Linked DNA regions of Nomascus leucogenys: region 2 is linked to region 1. A link is a contact called in public Hi-C data. All regions are on one chromosome and are shown on one strand. Each heading gives the region's core, a stretch centred on a gene start, on an enhancer-like site or on the middle of the called end of the contact. The rest is flanking DNA. Distances are from core to core; before and after follow the strand shown.

Region 1 (2,927 bases), core at 44-2,543:
TCATCCCTCAAATAGAGTGATGTTGGTGGCAGGTGGCAATTTCTGGCTCTCACAAGGTCAGGAGGGGCTGTAGCCAACCCCATCTCTCCAAAAAAAACGGCTCATTCCCCACAGGAAGCAAGCCCATCACCTGCCCAGCCGCATTAAAGCAGCTGTCACAGAGGGAGGTCTCACTGGTTTCCTGGCGCCTTGCTAAGTAATGTATACACACCATTCTATTTAGTGCTTGCTCCTGCCATTGGATATTGTCATTATCCCCATTTTACAGGTGAGGAAACTGAAGTTTGGAGGGGGAATGGAATCCAAATCAGTTTGATCCCACAGCCCAAGCCCTTGACCACAGAACTACGCTGCCCCGCTACTGGGGCCCAGCACAGAGCACCCACCACCTCCAGGAACAGAACCCGTCAGCCAAGAAATTAACCCTGGGTACGCTGCAAGGGCCCCTGGGGCCCTGGGCTTGACCGTGGGCCCAAGGATTGGTGGGGTTTTCCCTTCTCTCCCCCACTCACCAGTGTAAGAACTGTTCCCCAGTTTCCAGCCTCCTGCTCAGGCCAGCTCACCTGGAAAAGCCCCACTGAGTTTCCAACTTGAAGTCTTAGGGGGTCCGGCTCAGTTGAAATGTTAGAATTGGTGGGAAGCAGGTGAGGCGGGAAACGGAACCTCCCTGCTTTGGCCGCCTCTTCCCCTGGGTTCGTGGGTTAGAGCCCCAACCGAGGAACCAGTGCAGTCTTTAAAGCAATTCGCTTCTCTCAGTCCCATTTTGCAGGGAGAAAAACTGCAGAGGGCAACGCGATGGGAACACCTGTGGCGACCTGCAGCCTGCTCTCACCTGCCAGCTCTCACCTTCCGGCGTTTTAAGTGAGAAAGGGCAACGGGAGCATGGAATTCACCTGGTTCACTTCCTCCTGCTGGAATCCGGGAGGTCCAGAGCCGGGTAGAGGGACGGACCCAGGATCACGCAGCTGGTGCACGGCCGAGTGTGAGAACTGCGGGGTTCAGGACTGGGGGCTAAAGCTCCTTTTCACCCACCAGCTGCCCCGACCTGTCACTAGTCCCGAGGAAAGCTGTCCGAGCCGGACCGCAGAAGCGGGGGCCAAAACTAACTTTGCCTCTGGTTGTCCGGCAGGCTCCCCCGGCCCGCTGCCCCCTTGCTCACCTGCTGGTTCTGCTTTCTGCTCCGCGCTGCAGGCCCAGCGTCACCCGCTCGTGCCTCAGTCGGCGTCGAACTGCGTAGCCCTGGGCTCGGTCACTCCTCGGCCCTCTCCCGGCTGCAGCCGGGGAACGCCGCGGACTCGGCAGGCCCCGCCCCCCAGAGGACACGCCCCCTCGGCGCCCCTCCGCCAGCCCCGCCCCCGAGCCCTTTGGGAAGGCGGTGCTCTCCCGCCGGCCAGGCCCCGCCCACTATGGCCCTACCTCGACCAGCCCCTCCGCCGGGCCCCGCTGGAGCTGAGGCCCCGCCCCGCTACGGCGTTTCTCCTCTATCCCGGCAGCCCCGCCCCCAGGTTACACGGGGGATGAAGGCCGCCCCTCTCCAGCCCTGTCCACTCACGGCGCTGCCTAACGGTCCCGCCCAGCTCCCGCCTACCTCGTCCTCACGGTCTCTTCCCGGGCCCCCCCAGCGCCCCCGCCTCCTTCACTTTCTCCTTCGGGCCCACCCCATCCCCCGGCCTAGTAGGGTGAGGCCACCCCCCCTCCCCGCCCCAGCCCGGGCTCAGCGCCTTCCTAATCCTGCCCTGCCCTGCCCCTCTCAGCTCGGGGCGGGTAGCCCTGGGGCCCCCACGCTGGCATTCCAGGGCGGGTGTATCCGGGTGCAGCGGGGGAACGGCGTGGGAGCGGTTTGTGTCCCAAGTCGGGGCCTCTATCAGGAGGCGGGCTGGGCCCAGGAACTTTTTGAAAATACTGACTACCATTGATTGAATCCTTGCCAGGGGCCAGGCTCTATGCCAAGCGCTGTATACAGTTCTAGCCCTTGAATTCCCACAACTCGTGGGTACGCTCGTTGCGCCTATTTTACTAATGTGCAGTTTAAGGCTCAGAGAAGGGAAGTCGCGGGCTCTGAATCTCATGGAGGCGGGCGTGAGCGGGGTCCAGCCTCAGGTCCTGAGTCACAGGCTTGAGCTGTGCCCCAGCTTGCCTGGACTGGCCCCTGGGGAAGTAGCCCAGGACAGTCAGTGCTGGGGCAGTGCCCAGCAGTTGTCTGAGGTGAGGGAGGAGGTGTGGGTTGATGAGAAGAGTGGCAGGAGGGGCTGTGGGCCTAAGTCCTCAAAGCTGGCTTTCTCCCTGAAGAAAAGGCCCAAAATTGAGGTGGGCTGCAAGAGCTCTCTAGGTGGCTGCGGTGCCCACCCTGCGTCCCAGCCCTCTGCCCTCCCAGGCTCCAGGGGACTAGCCTGAGGCAGATTACCTGGTTAATGACCAGGGGCATTCACCTGTGCAGCTGACAAAGCTCTTTCACTTCCGTTATCACATTGTCATCTCGCAACACACCATTGTGGGAGGGTATGATTATGAGCACTTTGTATGAGTGGAGTAAGGGCGGGAGCTGGATCCCAGCCCATCAGTGTAGTTCTCACAGCGTGGTCCTTGAACCAGGAGCACCATCATCTGGGAACTTGTTACGAATGCGTATTTTGAAGCCCCATCCCAACCTACTGAATGGAATACTGTGGGCCAATTGGTTTTAATAAGGCCTCCAGGTGATTCTGAATCACATTCAAGCATGAACCACCGTTGAGCAAACTGTGAAGAAGTCAGGGTGGTCTGAGAATCACACAGACCTAGGTAGCTTCCTGGTTGCTTTTTAAACCCAGGACAAGGCAAGATACTTAACCTCTCTGGGATGAGCCCTTAAACAGGAAATAATAATAAAAAGAGCCATAACAATCATACCGATCGTGACAGTGGCTGTTGAAGATTACATGTGACAG
Region 2 (2,822 bases), core at 174-2,673, 47 kb before region 1:
CCCACCGCCTGGAATGCTCTTCCCCTAGACATTAACATGGCTCACCCTCTGCTTCCTTCAGGGCTCTGCTCCAATGTCACCTCCTCAGAAAGGCCTTACCAGACCACTCTACAAAATATCAGCCCTTCCCCATCCCCTCTCCCCCAACCAATCAACCACCCCTCCCCGGCCTCCCTTATCCCACAAGGGAAAGCACGCTGTATTTTTCTTTAGAGCACTGACGTTACATGCTTGTTGGTGTTCAGGGCTTATCATCTCTCTCCACTAGCACATCAGCTCCGTGGGGGCAGGGACCACATCTGGCACGCTCACTACAGGGTCCCCCGTGGCTAGCACCAAGCCTGGCACAGAACAGGTGTGCGGGGTACATGAATGCTGAATGCTGAATGCACACCTAATCACCACGGTCTGCCAGGCACCAGAGCCAGACCCATGCAACTTCTTGGTGAATCCTTACACCTCCCACAGGGCAACTTCAGGGAGAAGGAGGGACAGGGAGGAAAGCCCAGCTCAGCTTCCTTCCTCCAAGGACCAGAGTGCAGCCTCTCCAAACAGGGCCCCCAAGACAGCAGGGTAGATGCCTGGAGGGGGGCCCCAAGACTGGGGGACCTGGAACTTCGGGATCAACTATATGGTCAAAAGATCCTCCCTCTATGCAGTCATGGTGGTGGGCGCCTGTAATCCCAGCTACTCAGGAGGCTGAGGCAGGAGAATTGCTTGAACCCAGGGGGTGGAGGTTGCAGTGAGTTGAGATCGCACCACTGCACTCCAGCCTGGGTGACACAGTAACAGTCCATCTCAAAAAACAAACAAAAAAAGAAAACAAACAACAAAACAAAACAGAAAAGATCCTCCCTCACCCCTTCCCAAGTCCCAAGCCCGCAGTGCCAGCCAGCCAGAGCATGAGGTCAGTTGCCTTTCTGGGACCTCGCTGCTTGCCCCAGAGCTCCAAAAACATCTCACTTTTTGTTTTGTTTTGTTTTTTTGAGACAGGGTCTCCCTGTCACCCAGGTTGGAGGGCAGTGGCAGGATCTCAGCTCACTGCAACTTCTGCCTCCTGGGGTTAAGCAATCCTCCCACTTCAGCCTCCCAGGTAGCTGGGGCTACAGGCACGAGTCACCATGCCCGGCTAATTTTTGTATTTTTAGTAGGGACAGGGTCTCGCCATGTTGCCCCGGCTGGTCTCGAACTCCTGACCTCAAGTGATCCAGCCTCAGCCTCCCAATGTGCTGGGATTACAGGCCTGAGCCACCTCGCCTGGCCCAAATCTACATCTTGCCTATGCTGGTCCTCACCCTGCTCAGGAATTAAGGGTCCCTCCTTGTGGTGGAGAGCAGCACCTGCTCGCAGCTAACCCCACAGAGAAAACACTGATTTACAAAGCAGGCATAAGAGGGGTTTCTAAATAAGTCAGCTGTGCAAAGGGAGGCAAACCCAGGGCCTGCTGAGGGCAGGGCCTCCCTCGGTGATAAGCAGGCCTGGGTGGGAGGGGAGCCTCGGAGAGCCAGCCCCTGCCTGGCTCCACCTAGCCTCTCACGTGGACCTTGCCCCGAGGCCTTCCAGGGCAAATGCATGGTTGGACTGGTCATGGCAGTGGGGGCGAGGGACCCTAGAAGGCAGGGATGCCAAGGAGAAGGCCACACACCTTCCCACCTTGGTTCCTGAGAGGGAAGAATTGGGAGAAATGGGACAGGTACTTCCAGGTGGGGTTTCAGAGCCTGACTCCCAGGGAACCCTGTTGGCGGGGCTTCCGGCAGCTCCCCATGGGCAGTCCTTGAATGAACACTGTGCTCAGAGAACACATATCCTGCAGATGCACCTGCAGCCCTGGCTCCCCACCCAGCTCCCTTGGTTAAATTAATGCTGGGGCTGGCCATGGTGGCTCACGTATGTAATTCCAGCACTTTGGGAGGCCAAGGTGGGCAGATCACGAGCTCAGGAGATTGAGACCATCCTGACTAACATTGTGAAACCCCATCTCCACTAAAAAAAAGTATAAAAAATTAGCTGGGTGTGATGGCAGTACGCCTGTAGTCCCAGCTACTCAGGAGACTGAGACAGAAGAATCGCTTGAACCCGAGAGGCGGAGGTTGCAGTGAGCCGAGATCATGCCACTGCACTCCAGCCTGGGCAACAGAGCGAGACTCTGTCTCAAAAAAAAAAAAAAAAATTAATGCTGGGAAACCAGCCTCTGATGATGCTCCCTGCCCTTCTCTCAGTAAAGCTCTCAGCATGATATTAAAAAAAAAAAAAAAAAAAAAAAAAAAAAAGCCCTTATACAGAGTCCTGCAATTTACAAAGCTTTCCTGTCAGTAATTAATCACAACACTAATAGTGGCTAACTTTTATCAAATGTTTGCTATGTACCTGGTGCTGTGGTAAGCACTTTAAATGTATTATCTCAACTGAATCTTCACAGCAGACCTATGGCCTAGGTATTCACCCCATTCCCTCATTATAGAGATACAGAAAACAAACCCAGAGAGGTTAATTAACTTGCCCAAAGTCACACAGCCAACATGTGGAAGAAGTGAGGTTTGCACACAGGCTTGGCTGATTTCAGAACCCACGTTTTTACCTATTAAGCTTTATTGGCATTTAAACCACACGGCCATACCCAGTTTTAACCAGGGCCCAGAAAAGCTAAGTGGTTTGCCTGAGTCACATAGCTGGGGCTGTCTGCCAGGCGATATGACATCTCGGGTCCACCTCTCAACCCCAGTGGGTGGGTGATCCCCACGGTGTGGAAAGGAGGGGTTCTCTAGAAGCATCTGTGCGGAAAGCTGCCTCTCCCACATCCTTCCCCACCCACCCAGCTTCCT

Evidence for each region. A called contact is a pair of places that touch in the nucleus more often than the background predicts.
Region 2: a Hi-C map of a lymphoblastoid cell line shows a contact between it and region 1, with 5 times the contacts expected there. The contact joins the enhancer-like site here to the promoter of CD82 in region 1. A contact is called at or near these places in 2 of 4 Hi-C or Micro-C datasets (both in a lymphoblastoid cell line).

The regions. Positions count from the first base shown.
Region 1 is chr15:104,421,424-104,424,350 of Asia_NLE_v1, reverse strand. It overlaps CD82 (CD82 antigen), which reads right to left and starts at 1,293. Exons shown (of 10, transcript XM_012505931.2): 1 at 1,160-1,293.
Region 2 is chr15:104,469,017-104,471,838 of Asia_NLE_v1, reverse strand. All of the region lies in intron 6 of CD82 (CD82 antigen), which reads right to left. Among named protein-coding and RNA genes, the nearest start is that of CD82, 47 kb to the right of the region's middle. Within about 2 kb of position 1,423, the one cell type or tissue checked has an H3K27ac peak away from gene starts, as active enhancers do. A contact at or near this core is called in a lymphoblastoid cell line, where this site is marked.